Linked DNA regions of Mus musculus: all the other regions are linked to region 1. A link is a contact called in public promoter capture Hi-C data. All regions are on one chromosome and are shown on one strand. Each heading gives the region's core, a stretch centred on a gene start, on an enhancer-like site or on the middle of the called end of the contact. The rest is flanking DNA. Distances are from core to core; before and after follow the strand shown.

What was found. Promoter capture Hi-C pulls out the DNA fragments that hold promoters and counts their contacts.
Region 2: a promoter capture Hi-C map of pre-B cells shows a contact between it and region 1. The contact joins the promoter of Ddt here to the promoter of Specc1l in region 1. A contact is called at or near these places in 7 of 39 promoter capture datasets (the C10 cell line, cranial neural crest, embryonic stem cells and 4 more), 3 of 484 Hi-C or Micro-C datasets (CD4 T cells, embryonic stem cells and uterus) and 1 of 115 datasets of contacts at active chromatin or transcription factors (extraembryonic endoderm stem cells).
Region 3: a contact with region 1 is called in a promoter capture Hi-C map of pre-B cells, with 2.3 times the contacts expected there. The contact joins the promoter of Gstt1 here to the promoter of Specc1l in region 1. A contact is called at or near these places in 3 of 39 promoter capture datasets (cranial neural crest, hippocampal neurons and pre-B cells) and 1 of 115 datasets of contacts at active chromatin or transcription factors (pancreatic cancer cells).
Region 4: a promoter capture Hi-C map of the HPC-7 cell line shows a contact between it and region 1, with 2.5 times the contacts expected there. The contact joins the enhancer-like site here to the promoter of Specc1l in region 1. A contact is called at or near these places in 4 of 39 promoter capture datasets (the HPC-7 cell line, cranial neural crest, hippocampal neurons and 1 more) and 1 of 9 other capture datasets (liver).
Region 5: a contact with region 1 is called in a promoter capture Hi-C map of pre-B cells, with 3 times the contacts expected there. The contact joins the promoter of Zfp280b here to the promoter of Specc1l in region 1. A contact is called at or near these places in 2 of 39 promoter capture datasets (erythroid cells and pre-B cells), 1 of 484 Hi-C or Micro-C datasets (CD8 T cells) and 3 of 115 datasets of contacts at active chromatin or transcription factors (memory CD8 T cells, pancreatic cancer cells and regulatory T cells).

What each region holds. Positions count from the first base shown.
Region 1 is chr10:75,210,730-75,213,429 of GRCm38.p6, reverse strand. It overlaps Specc1l (sperm antigen with calponin homology and coiled-coil domains 1-like), which reads right to left and starts at 1,357. Exons shown (of 16, transcript NM_153406.3): 1 at 1,211-1,357.
Region 2 is chr10:75,772,010-75,774,709 of GRCm38.p6, reverse strand. Ddt (D-dopachrome tautomerase) reads left to right here and starts at 1,336. Exons shown (of 3, transcript NM_010027.1): 1 at 1,336-1,494; 2 at 1,797-1,972. The coding sequence starts at 1,387. Gstt3 (glutathione S-transferase, theta 3) reads left to right here. Exons shown (of 5, transcript NM_133994.3): 5 at 1-588.
Region 3 is chr10:75,797,222-75,799,921 of GRCm38.p6, reverse strand. Gstt1 (glutathione S-transferase, theta 1) reads left to right here and starts at 1,338. Exons shown (of 5, transcript NM_008185.3): 1 at 1,338-1,537. The coding sequence starts at 1,426.
Region 4 is chr10:75,871,716-75,874,415 of GRCm38.p6, reverse strand. No RefSeq gene overlaps it. Among named protein-coding and RNA genes, the nearest start is that of Gm40697, 12 kb to the right of the region's middle. Within about 2 kb of position 1,350, at least 258 of the 459 cell types and tissues checked have an H3K27ac peak or open chromatin away from gene starts, as enhancers often do. A contact at or near this core is called in the HPC-7 cell line, hippocampal neurons and liver, where this site is marked.
Region 5 is chr10:76,031,325-76,034,024 of GRCm38.p6, reverse strand. It overlaps Zfp280b (zinc finger protein 280B), which reads right to left and starts at 1,413. Exons shown (of 2, transcript NM_177475.3): 1 at 1,276-1,413.

The DNA.
Region 1 (2,700 bases), core at 108-2,607:
AACTCTTTCCATTCCTGACATATTGAAAGAGGACCAACCGAACGGTGCCTTTAATGCCTATGCAACAACGCTGGTGCCTCATTCCAAACCTTTAGATAGAACTGTTGTTGCCTGTAGTCCACAGCTGATTTCACCTCAAGATTTAGCTTCCTGAATGACAAGAAGCCTTCCTGGGCTCCGCGATTTGTTTTTTGTTTTGTTTTTGTTTGTAGTTTGAGACAAGGCCTTACTCTGCAGCCCAGTTGGAGCTCATCCAGCCTTGGCCTCGGGATTACAGGTGTAGGCCAAACTTTACGATTCTCTGTCATGACAGTCAAAGGGTGCCCCCTCACCCCGCCGCACTTTAGGACTGATCTTCAAGAGAGTGAAAACAAAAACAAAAACAAAACAAAAAACAAACAACAAAAAAACCCAAAACAAAACAAAACAAAAAATCAAGGATGCCTGCATTTGAATGATCACAGAAATTTTTGTTTGGTTTTAGGCGGCTAAGCCCACCAGAAACCGATTTCTTTTCTAGTGTTCTCTGGGGTATCGCCACCATCTATCTATCTCTCTCTCTCTCTATCTCTCTCTCTCTCTCTCTCACACACACACACACACACACACACACACACACACACACACAAGCCTCTAATGAAAATGCACACACACACACACACGCCTCTAATGAAAATGCAGCATTTCTTCAACAACACACAGAAACATCCACATCCAATCTGACATAATTAGCCAAGTCTCAAGAATAAAGAACACTGCCAGCTTCCAACAGCCAGGTCCTAACACTGCAGGGCGCAGCCTTCGGGGGACCTCCGCTCCTGCTCCCCACCCTCAATGCACCAGATGGGGAGGCAACCTGTCCCAGCCCAGGGCAAGGAACTAGGATGAATGCCCGGTCTCTCCCGACACCACAGGGAACACAAGCACCAGGGTCGCACCCAGCCTCTCCGCAGGGATGAGACCCCCAGCCAGCTGGGTACCACGCCAGCCTGGGTTCCCGGGGGATCTGCGGGGCAAGCTGTGAGGTCCGCCCGGGCAGGAGACGGCGCAGGCGCGGGATGGCTGGGGATGGGGGGGGTGACGAGGGGGGACAGCGCAGGCGCGGGGCCGCCAGGGTCTGCGGGGCCGCCCGGGCCTGGCCGCGCGGGCGGCGCTGAGGAGACGAACGTGCCCGCGGCACAAGCGGAGAAGACCCTGCCCCGGCTCTTACCGCGCGGCACCGCCTCGCTCACTCGCTGGCTCCGGGCTGGGGCCGGGCGGCGAGCTCGCCCGGTGGCGCGGCCCGGTCCGTTGAGTCCGGCCTCAGGGCAACAGCCAACCCCACGGCGCCGCTCCCTCGGCCCGCCCTGTCTCCCTTGCGGCTCCCGCCCTCCGCCCGCCCCTTATCCACCGGTGCCGCCCCCTTCTACTCCCCGCGCATGTGCCGTGATCGGCGCCTCCCTGGGCTGCTACTGCGCAGGCGCCAGCTGTCACACCTCCTCTTCGCGCTGAGTTCTGGACCGCGCACGCGCTGTGCTAGTCGGCGGTGCAACTAGATAACTGCAGTCTTTTGTGCTGGAAGTGCTCCTAGTCTCTCGTTTTTCCTCCAAGGCAAATAGGTCCGCTCTGGTTGAAATGTATGTTTACAGTGTGCTGAACCCGACAGTTGAGAAAAATGCACATGCCAGGCACCCATTATGTTCCCAGCACATGAGCAACACCGGTCCCTACTCCACCCATTAAAGGGAACAAGATCACTAGCATTATAAAGTTAAAGAGTTCTATAAGCTTATGTAATTCCTGTGTAGTTTTTATTTTACTTTTTAAATTTGTAAATGGCTCTATTACTATAATAAAAGCACCATGACCAAAAGCAACCTGGGGAGGAAAGGGTTTATTTGGCTTACAACTCCCAGGTCACACACCATCACTGAGAGAAGTCAGGGCAGGAACTCAAAGGAACCTGAAGGCAGGAACTGAAGCAGAGAAGCTTTGGAGAAACACAGATTGTTGGTTTGCTCCTCATGCCTTGCTCAGCCTGCTTTCTTATATCATCCAGGATCCCCTAGGGGGTCACACCACATCCTGGTGAGCCTGGCCTCTCCCACATCAATCATTAACCAAGAAAATGCCCTATAGATTTGTATATAGGCAATCTAACAAAGACATTTTCTCAACTGAAGTTCCTCTTCCCAGATAATGGTAACTTAGATCAAACTGACAAGACCTAGCCGGAACATTATTCTTTGATGTTTTCTTTTTAAGAATTTAATCTCTGATTCACTGGGCATAGTGGAACATGCTTTTAATATCAGCACTCAGGAGGCAAAGATGGATCATCTCTGTGAGTACCAGGCCAACGTGGTCTATATAGCCAATTCCAGGCCAGCCATTGCCACATGGTGAGACCCTGTCTCAAATAAATTAGCAAATAGATAAATAAATAAATAAATAAATAAATTTAAAGATTTTGTATATGGATATTTATGTATATGAGTACACCGTTGTTGTCTTCAGACACACCAGAAGAGGATGTCAGATCTCATTATACATGGTTGTGAACCACCATGTGTACACAGGTTGCTGGGAGCTGAACTCAGGAGCTCTGGAAGAAGCCAGTGCTCCTAACCATCTCTCCAGCCCCCCCCTAAATAAATAAATAAATATCTCTGAATGCATTTCTAAGAAAATTTACATGCCTCAAAATTCAAAAATCACCAT
Region 2 (2,700 bases), core at 87-2,586, 560 kb before region 1:
TCTCTGGTCCGCAATTTCCTCTCTGCATCACCTGTGTTCCCTCTGTGTCCCCACCTGGCTTGTGCTGTAACATCAGTTCTTATCTGACTTCTGGAGAGAGCTCCAGGAAAATACTTGGGAGAAACGTATCTGGCCATATTCCTTTTCTTTGAAACTTTACAAACCATTGAACCTTCCCCCATCCTCCAAGCCATATTTGTATATACATGTATATACACATATACATATAATTGATATCTGGTACCACGTGACCCTCTGTGCTCCTCAACCCTGGTGCCTCCCTTCCTCAGTTTTGGCATGCAGGATCTATGATCTCTCAGTTGAATACATGCAAGAGACGGGGATTGACTAGTGAAAGACCTTTGTCCTCTGCGTCTTTGCTTCCTGCCATAGGTGGGGTGCAGGGCTGGTTCCTTTGTGGGAGTGGAAGTTGCTTGGTATGTCCTGACTTTCCAAATTCTTGTCCCAAGCATTCTAACCCTGACTGCTGCCTTCTACCTGTCTCCGGCTCCAAACTGTCAAGCTACTTAATCTTGTGCCATAAGACGTCTTTTATGTGCCTTACCTAATAAATACATTGTTAACAGAAGAGTAATGGTTTTGCTTCTGGATCCTTTAGTATGCACACTTTCCTATGTGTAATTGGACAGATTGCTTTTTTCGGTTTGTGTGTGTGTGACAGTTTCTCTGTGTAGCTCTGGCTGTCCTGGAACTCAGTCTGTAGACCAGGCTGGCCTAGAACTCAAGAGATCTGCCTACCTCTGCCTCCAGAGTTCTGGTTTTAAAGGCTTGCACCACAACCACCCGGCCAGATTGGTTTGTTTTAAGTAGTTCTACCACTCTCTAATGGACAATGATTTATCCCTGACAGAAGAGTTTACAAACTCAGGTATCTTAGGGACCAGAGAGAGATGCCCTTGTCCTAGGGTCTTGCCTAAGCACACCTCACGTGCTATTTGGTCTCAAGATTGTTCAAAAGAAGTGCGGTTCCCGTACTGAGTTTGAAATGATCACAATCATTTAAGAAACTTTAAGCCTTTAAGTCTCCTATAGAAATGTATGCCTTGTGGGCAACTAGCTGGGACGCTCAGAGGGAAAAACAGAGCCACCTGCCGACTGGGAGGGCCAAAGGTAGTGAACCTGGGACCAGTAATTTGGAGCCGGCACACGTGACAGCGGAAGAGGCGTATCTCTGATAGCCAATCTAGAAGGGCCGAGTCTGCCTGGCCAATGAGAAACAGAGCTGTGCTCTCCCTCCCCGGCCCCGCCTCCCTGGCCCCGCCTCCTCCCCGCCCCTCCCCGCGCTCCTTTTCTGGAACCTCTACTGGCTCCCACAGCTCACCCGGTGCAGTTACCGTTTGGCGATCCCACTCTTCTCCCGCTAACATGCCATTCGTTGAGTTGGAAACAAACTTGCCGGCTAGCCGCATACCCGCGGGGCTGGAGAACCGGCTGTGTGCGGCCACAGCCACCATCCTGGACAAACCCGAAGACGTGAGTGAGGGTCGGCGAGAACTTGTGGGCTAGGGTCGGACCTCCCAATGACCCGTTCCCATCCCCAGGGACCCCACTCCCCTGGTAACCTCTGACCTTCCGTGTCCTATCCTCCCTTCCTAGATCCCTTCCTGGTTGTCTTTCCCAGGCGTGACCCTGACGTGACTGACTCCCAAGGATCCTGGGCAGTGTCCCAGACCCGGAGCCCTCGGACCCCCACGTTAAGAATTTGGCGCGCCCCCTTCTGAACACCAGCCATGCCCTGCCCAAGCTTCAGGATTTAACTTTTGTGTTCCTTGCAGCGCGTGAGCGTTACGATACGACCTGGCATGACCCTGTTGATGAACAAATCCACAGAGCCTTGTGCTCACCTTCTGGTCTCTTCCATCGGGGTTGTGGGCACCGCGGAGCAGAACCGCACTCACAGCGCCAGCTTCTTCAAGTTCCTCACCGAGGAGCTGTCCCTGGACCAGGACCGGTATGCAGGGCCAGTGAGGGAACGTATTTGTGCGTCTGGAGTCAGGACTCAGTCTCTCTGTATGAGGTTGGGGGGGGGGGGGGTGTCACTATTTGCTGGTTCCAGAAAGCACTCAGTGTCCTTGTCCACGAAGGTGGACTCCTCAGGCACTGGAATGGTGGGTCTGTGATCAGAATGTTAGCAAGATTTCAATTCCTTCGACTCTCTACAGCCCCGAGAAAGGATGGTTTGGGAAGCCCCAGTGTAGTCTTGTGTGTACTGAGAATCTACTTAGGCACCCTCTTAACCACTGTGATAGTGGCCTCCTCACCGTCACTGAACCAGGGGGTCTGGTTTTTTAAGGGAGAACTTTTCCAGGCTGGTCCGAGGGAATCTGGTTGTGTCCTGAGGCAGATAACCTTTGAACTAGATAAGGCTCCGGGAGAGTTGCTGGATGATAAAAAGACCTCCCCCACAAGGTGACCCTCCCCTCCCCCCTCCCCATCCTTACATTCTGAGGCAGAGTTAGAGTCTCATATTCCTGAGGCTGGAGCGGGCCTGTGAAGAACTACGGAGATAAGTTTGAAAGAGCCTTCCAAAATGGAGTCCTAGTGGGCTCAGGAAAGTTGGTAATGGCTGCTTTTGTTGGATGCTCAAATGCTGTCCTTTAGTTGAGGGGACAATACTTCTTAACGGTAATGCTCGTGCACACAGCACAGGGCAGATTTGGTAGCTTCCTGACATAGATA
Region 3 (2,700 bases), core at 89-2,588, 590 kb before region 1:
AAAATAGACTGCCTATCAGGGCTGAGGAAACGGATTTATCAAGCTGTGATTATGACAAAAGAACTTCCAGGAGTCAGCAACCTCCAGACAACTCTGTTGTTTCAGGGGTAGGGTACATAAGGGATCTTATGAGTATAGGTAGAGAGGGCTAATTGGTCAGAGCACAGCACCTAATTATCATATGGGCAGGAAGCAGAGCGGGACTTGTGTGCTGAGTCACATAGCCCTCGCAGAGAGCTCTGCACAGGGTCATCCTCCAAACAAGGTAGGGCATCTGTGCTCAGATACTCCCAACCAAGGCCATAGAAAGAAAGGGAAACCCCACTGAGAAACGGAGTCCTCCATTTTGCACCAAGCTTGGAGAGCTATCCGGGGACATGGAGGACCTTAATAACAGGCTTCTCCAACAGGAATCGTGGCAGACTCCATGAAGAGGCATATGATATCTGGAAAAATCGGCACTCAGTCTTGGGGCCCTCAGTTTCAATATTAAGCTCAGGGACAAAGTTGTCAGAATCATAAGGACAATTTTTTATTTATTATTTATTTATTTTTTGTTTTTTCGAGACAGGGTTTCTCTGTGTAGCCCTGGCTGTTCTGGAGCTCACTTTGTAGACCAGGCTGGCCTCGAACTCAGAAATCTGCTTGCCTCTGCCTCCCAAGTGCTGGGATTAAAGGCGTGGGCCACCACTTCCGGCTGGACTCAACCTTTCATGAAAGGGATCTACACGTTTCTTTCACTATGTGTATAAACAGCAAGGAACTTCCCACCTTACAACCTTATAACCTTCATCAGATATGGAAACTGCGGGAACCTTGGCCTGGGACTAATGGTACATTTCTGTTCAAAAATTACATCTAAGGTACTTCTCTATCACAGTCCAAAGGGAGCTAAAATGTCAGAGGATGGAGAAGCTAATGCTCTCAGGTACAGGAAGGCCAACCTTGTCAAATGACAGAGCTGAGATGCGAGTGACATCAAAGGCCCACAGCATCCTTTGCTTCTTGCTGGTGGTGCTGGTCCATATCTTTGGCTTGTAGGTCCCGGAGGAATACCTTAGTTTTCCCATCTGGGAAGTGGGGACGATTGGGAATTCTAACAACACACTAGATAGGGTGGGTATACCTTTGAAGACATTCTGCTTTCAACTAAACCGGCCACAAGAGGACTAGCAGCCAGGCCCTCTAACACCTCCTCTGCCCACTCAGAGGAGACCAGTTGTGTCCTCTGGCTCATTCCGTGCTAGATTCCAGTTGCAGGGCTCTTGGAACACAAGCTAGCTCCCCCTTTAGAAAGAAGGGCCAGGCTGCGGTATCCGCCCAGTGGGGGCGTGGCCACACTTGGCTTGATAGGGATCCCTACTAGCCAGCCTGGACTTTTTGATAGTCTGGCCAGTTACAGAAGTGGTTCCCGCCGCCTATGCCATGGTTCTGGAGCTGTACCTGGATCTGCTGTCGCAGCCCTGTCGCGCCATTTATATCTTCGCCAAGAAGAACAATATCCCGTTCCAGATGCACACGGTGGAGCTGCGCAAGGGTGGGCAGGGCTACGGCTTTGGGGATCTGAGAAACAGGGGAGGCAAGACGGACTTAGGGGATCTCTCTCTGTACTCTCCCCTTCCCAGGCTTTTTCTGGTTTAGAGACCACAATAGAAAGACACCAGAGAGAACCAGGGTTCAGGACTCCCGCCAACTCTGCTGTTTGTGGAATAGACGCCGGCCAGGACCTGCTGAAACTGAATAGTGTGCAGACCTAGCAACAGAAACGGGCAAGCAGTTTGGACCTAGCTACAGGGACCTCCAGAAGAGTAGTGGGTGTAGGGCATAGCTAGGAGAACAAATGTGGAGATCTGGGCAGTCACTCCTCGGATCGTTTCCCCCAGTGCTGAGATGGGCAGTACTACACAGAGCCATCCCTGCAAGTACCTTGCCTTTGCAACAGGCTCTCTCCGCCAACCTGGTCTATTGGAATTCCTTTTTGTCGTTCCTTTTCTTGACTTTCTGTTTTCCCTTTCTCTCTGCCTCTCTTTGTGCTGCGAAGAGAGAGAGGCTGCTGCATGGGGGTATGCCAGGAACTTGGAGCCTCCTCCCTGCTGGCCGCTGAGAGAGCCCTGCGCTCTGGCAAGACAGGGTTGTAGCAAAATGAAAGTGTTGCATAATGGGCTGTGGCCGTCTCCATACTGTCTCACTGCTTGTCCCGCTCTGTCTGAAACCTCACGTCTCTCTTCACTGTCACCTCTAGGTACAGTGTACTTAACCCCCCACAGGTTCTGCCCTTGCAGAGTATGGTGTAGGCCGGTGGGGGAGGGGGTGGCCCGGTGGGGGTGGGGTGAGGACGGGGGGGGGGGGGAACTGATAAAAAGATGTTCAAGTAGGCTGTTAAAAATAAGCCTGTCGAGGGAGACAGGTTCCACTAGGAAACGAAGGGAGAGTGAGAATCCCCCACTTGATCCGGGGCAATGGGAGCCACTGAGGACTGTGGGGCTGAGCGCAAGGAGGCAAACTTAGAAACTTACCTGGAGTGCATCAACAGGAAGAAAACCAATCCAGACCAGAAAGGGCTGCTAGCGGGCAAGTCCCACAAGGACCTGTCAAGCGTATGATACCTATTTTGTATCAAGGGCAAGGGGCCACCCCCTCTTCTCTCACAGGAGCCCTGCCTGCGCACCCCATTTAGGGAATAGCCCAGTCCCAAGAAGA
Region 4 (2,700 bases), core at 101-2,600, 660 kb before region 1:
CAGACACTCCAAGAGAGGGAGTCAGATCTTGTTATGGATGGTTGTGAGCCACCATGTGGTTGCTGGGACTTGAACTCAGGACCTTTGGAAGGGCAGTCAGTGCTCTTAACCACTGAGCCATCTCCCCAGCCCCTCAAAGTGAATTTTTATGAAGATACAAATATTCAAATTATAGCAGAGTGATTAGGACCCCCCAGTGCTAGGTTAAACTATTGGGATATACATCTAAGCCCTGTGGGAGTAGGGGGACAGTTTCACACAAAAGTAGGGCTCTCCCTGCAAAAGGGAAGGAAGGAGGCAATGGCTGTTGTCTGAACCTTCAATGACACCTGGCAGTCTTTCCCTGGATGAGTGAAAGAAAAGAAATGTAAATTTCTAATTTAGCCCATGTGCCTATTTCAATCACGTCAAACTGCTGTCTGAGCTCCATGGCAGGGATCCAGCATAGCTCCTATTCTATCCAGTAGTTAACTGAGCCTGCTTCTCACCCCATTCCTCCAGGTATTTTGCTGCTGTAAAAGAAAGTTGCCTAACACAGTTGTGTAGAATAGCAGATTCTTTAGGGAGCCCGGGTTACAGAGTTCACGTGCATCGTCTGTTCTTGCCGCCCTCCCTGCTTTGTTGATGAATGGGCAGAGCAAACTCTGAGAAAGGCAGATGAATGCCCTGCACAGAGAGGGAGCTGGCTTCTCTGCGTGTGATTATATAATCTCTTCAGCCATGGCCAGAGGCTCTGAGTCAGGTTCTGAGAGATCCGTCCTTTCAGCCTTTCCTTACACATCCCGAAACTGTCTTCCGATACTACGTTGTCTAAGACCTCTTCCAACCAAACCCTTTGGAAAAGGGACAAATTCCATGCTCAAAATAGTCATTTGGCTGATACCTGGGATATAACACTTGGCATTTGTCAGTCATTTAGTTTCTTTGAGACAGGGTCTGACTGTGTATCCCAGCAGTCAGCATGCAGTGCTTTATTTGTGGTACTTCCCCTGATGCCAATACTGGTAAACATCTGGGCTGCGGATGGAGGCTCTGTAGGATCCTGGAGCTAACTCTTCTGGCACATGAGCACCTACACTCTTGTGTGCCTACCTACTCTACATGATTAAGGATAATAAGAAGCTTTTCCAAAGGTGAGAGATAAGAACAGACAGACATTAAAAGAAGCAGGATGGCCACACAGGGAAGACTGTTGCTTGCCTTCTGAAAGACTTCACAATTAGACACAATGGCTTTCTTGCTATCCCTCAACACTGCAGCCTGAGAACACGTCACTGCTGGGGGGGGAGGGGTGTGCGGGTGAAGGAGAGATGGCTTTGGGCACTGTGTATTCAGATGCTGATTTCCGTGCCAAGGGATCTGGTTACAGTCCAGACTTGTCGTGACTATTGAATCATCTCCCGGTTCCACGCTGTGTAAAGAATGCTGCCCGATTATCTCTGATTGGTTAATAAAGAGTTGATCGGCCTATGACCGAGCAGAGAAGGCAGGACTTCCGATCTTAGGGGAGGGTCCCAAAGGGAGAGAGGGAGAAAGAAAGGGTCCACCAGGAGTAGTGATAAGCAAGGTCACCGAGGGATTCCCACTGAGGACACGCGTGGAGCAGAGCAAACCAGGGCAAGAGTTAGACTGCCAGTCACACAGGGCCTGTGGCTGGGAAGTAGATCGCTTACAGCGTTAGAATAGATGAATATCTGCCCAGTCACATTAAAGCTTGTTCATAAACTTAATAGGTCTTTGTGTCAATTATGTGGGAGCTGGGATGGGAACAGATAAGGCTATCACCCCTGAATTACTGTCTGCGACTGCTAATCTTATCCACAGGAAACCCTGTCAAGGTCCCCCTCTTCCTAATACTATCTCTATGTTCTCAAAGGGCAGAGGTTTCTCTCCAGAGAACCCACTGCCCTATCCATTTACTTCTGGTTTCTGCCAAATGTCAGTCAACTACCTTATGTGCAATGGCCAATTGATTCTTCTTGATTAGATGCTGAAATAATTTAATGGTGGAAAAGACGGTGTCTAATAGTCTATCTGGTATCCATTAGAAAAAAAAAAGAATAATAAAAAAAAAAAAACCTTTAACTTTTGCTTCATACCACACACAAAAGTTAGCTGGGGCTGGAAAGATGGCTCTGTGGTTAATAGCCAGCTGCTCTTGTAGAGGACAACAGTTTGGTCCCCAGCACCAAGCTGACAGCTGCTTATAACTCCAACTCCAGGGATCTGACATGCTCTTCCGTTGTGTGTAAGCACCGCCATATACTCAGGCATGTGTATGTATTTAATAAGTTAATTTGAAATTGATCAACAGAAACGTGAATCTAAACCAGAAAAACATGATAAAGCCATTGTCTGTGCAAATCTGGCAGCTGTCTTCAGAATCCATGTCAAGGTAGAGAGGACAGACCATCATCACAAAGTTGTCCTTTGACCTCCACACACACATATACACACATACACACACACACACACACACACACACACACACACACGGAAATAAACTTAAAGGCTAAAACCACCAAATATTTAGGAGAAAATTATCTCTGGAATAATATAGGGAGAAGCAAAGATATTTCTAGACACAAGAATGGATGAATAATAAAAATTTAATTTATAAATTGGATTTTATCAAAATAAAGATTTCTGTTCTTAGGAAGATTATCATGAGAAGAAAAGGAGTGGTGTGGGAGCTAGGGA
Region 5 (2,700 bases), core at 164-2,663, 820 kb before region 1:
AAAGTGAGTTCCAGGATAGCCAGGGCTATACAGAGAAACCCTGTCTCGAAAAACAAAAACAAAAACAAAACAAAAAAGTTCCAAAATTCTACTTGTCCTGAACTTATCTTACCATTGTGATTTCCGCAGGAAATTCCAAAACACTAATTTTTGTTCCTTTGTCTGTTTTCAAGACAGGGTAGCTTTGGCTGTCCTGTTACTACCGCTGTAGACCAGGTTGCCCTCAAACTCATAGAGATTCGCCTGCCTCTGCCTTCTGCTATCACCCATGGTAATGATTTTTTTTTTTTTTTTTATCAAATCACAGCAGCAAACAGAAGTCAGAAAATGAGGTAGACCTTTTCTCTTACCGCAGATATACGCTGTAACTTTTAATAGCTTCAGAGAGTCCAAGAGCTGCAAGTCACATACTTGGGGTAAATCAGACAGACAGAGAACCTCTTAAGATTTAGTTACATTTTACGTGTTAAAAGATTTTACTCCATTTCACTACCTACCAGTTATTTCATGCTTATTTTCCGTTTTGTTAGCTCTGATACGAAAGAAACAGCCGTCTGTCTCCTCTTAACCAAGTACTGGGTGCGAGGTCATCACAACCGGTTTGTGTAGTACTAGGCAAGCAAGCACTCCACCAACTAAGCTACTCCCTCAACCCTGTCGTCTGTGTGGTTATTATAAGCACCTTATACGCTACCTTCCAACACCATAGCCCAGTAAACAAAACAACACAACCCACCGAGCACTGCTCAAAGCAAAACTAGCTAGCTAGGAGCCCCGAGAGCTGCACTGGGGCTCAAAGGGGGCACAAAGCCAACAAAATAAACAAGATATTGCTGTATGGGAAGGGGAGGGGCGCAGAAAAATGGCTTTTTAAAGCCTCCAAGGGCCTGCAGATCTCCAAACTGGGAGTGGGACTTAATCTACAAACCCGGATTTCGTCTGTACCTACTTTTTTGAATGGGTCTCAACGAAGTGGTCCTCCCTCCTCCTTCCCTAGTGGCAGAGCTTCGAGGCAGGCGTCGGAGAGCCCAGTAGCGAGGTCTGCAGCCTCCAGGACTTTAGGTGAGGGGCCCTCGGCGATGGGAATGGCATTTAAGGGGTGCAGGCCCAGCCCCAGGACTGGGGGGTTCGTGGGAGAGGGAGGCTGCCAGGAAGGGGTCTCTGGGCTCCCGGCCTAGCCACGCTCGCTTCCCCGGGACTCGCAGAAGGCCCTCACCCGGCGTCCCCTCCCGGTCGCTCCCGCAGAGGTCACCAGCACCACGCCCCTGTCCTTACCTCCCGGCAGGCGTACCTGAGCCTCCCCCGGACGCCCCGGCCCGCGAGGCGCTGCGCGGGAAGCCCCGCACCACGACCTCCAGGGCCCCGCCGCTCCAACACCAAAGCCCCGGCCGGCGCGCACTAGCCCACGGCGACCTGTGATTGGCTGCCAAGGGTGGACGCGAGGTCAGCCGCGCGGCGTAGCGCCGATCTGATTGGTTCCTCAAGGCCCCTGGGCGCGTTCTCTCACTCGGGCGCCCCTAGTGACTGCCGCGGGCGGAGGGACTGAGCTGGGACGATCAGGCAGTGGTGATGCCCACCCCTGAAATCTTGGACCTGCGAGATTTGGGAACCCAAAGCCAGGCCTTTCGTCCATTCCAGCATTCCCTCGGGGGTGGGGATAGGGTGGGGTGGGAGCGGGGGCTGAGGCAGGAGGATTGCTAGTTAAACGTGGCTGCTTAGGGAGAGGAGGTAGGAGTGGGGGTGGGAAGGGTGGGAGGGGCATAGATAAGAGAGAAAGAAGGAAAAAAAAAATGGAGCTTCAGCTAGCCTGGGCCCAGGGCCAGAGATGGTTCCCAGTCCTTTAGGAAACTGTTTGCCCACCTGTATTACAGCTATGACAGCTCCTCTCAAGTGTGTAGCTTTTGCATAAGCACACAAGCTTGCCCCTTGCACTTAGAAAACGACCTAGCTACTGAATTTGAAACAACCTTAAAGCTGCCTCTGGGACAAATCCAAATCAGCCGGCTGTTTTTATCAGGAAGGAAACTCAGAACAGATGTCCCAGGTTCGGTTTGTTTGTTTTGTGTTTGTTGTTTGAAAAACATCAGAAAGCGGGGCAGCTGTGGTGGTGCACCCACTTGGGAGGCAGAGGCAGGCGGATTTCTGAGTTCAAGGTCAGCCTGGTCTACAGAGTGAGTTCCAGGGCAGCCAGGGATATACTGTAAGACCCTGTCTCAAAGAAACCTAAAAATAAAAAAAAAAATTAAAAAATAAAAACCATCAAAAGATGAATGCCTTTTTGGAGCATGCGCAAATTACATGAAATTCGAATTTCAGTTTTCAGTTTTGAAACACAACATGCTCATTCTTTTTTTTTCTTTTTCTTTTCTTTTCTTTTCTTTTCTTTTTTTTTCTTTTTTTTTTTTTTTTTTTTTTTTTTTGGGTCTTTCGAGACAGGGTTTCTCTCTGTATAGCGCTGGCTGTCCTGGAACTCAGAAATCCGCTTGCCTCTGCCTCCCAAGTGCTGGGATTAAAGGCATGCACCACCACGCCCGGCTCATTCTTTTCCTTCTTGCCTGTGCTTGTTTTTTGTTTGTTTGTTTGTTTGTTTTTGTTTTTTGGGGTTTTTTTTGTTTGTTTTTTTGGTTTTTTTTGGTTTTTTTTTTTTGGTTTTTCGAGACAGGGTTTCTCTGTATAGCTCTGGCTGTCCTGGAACTCACT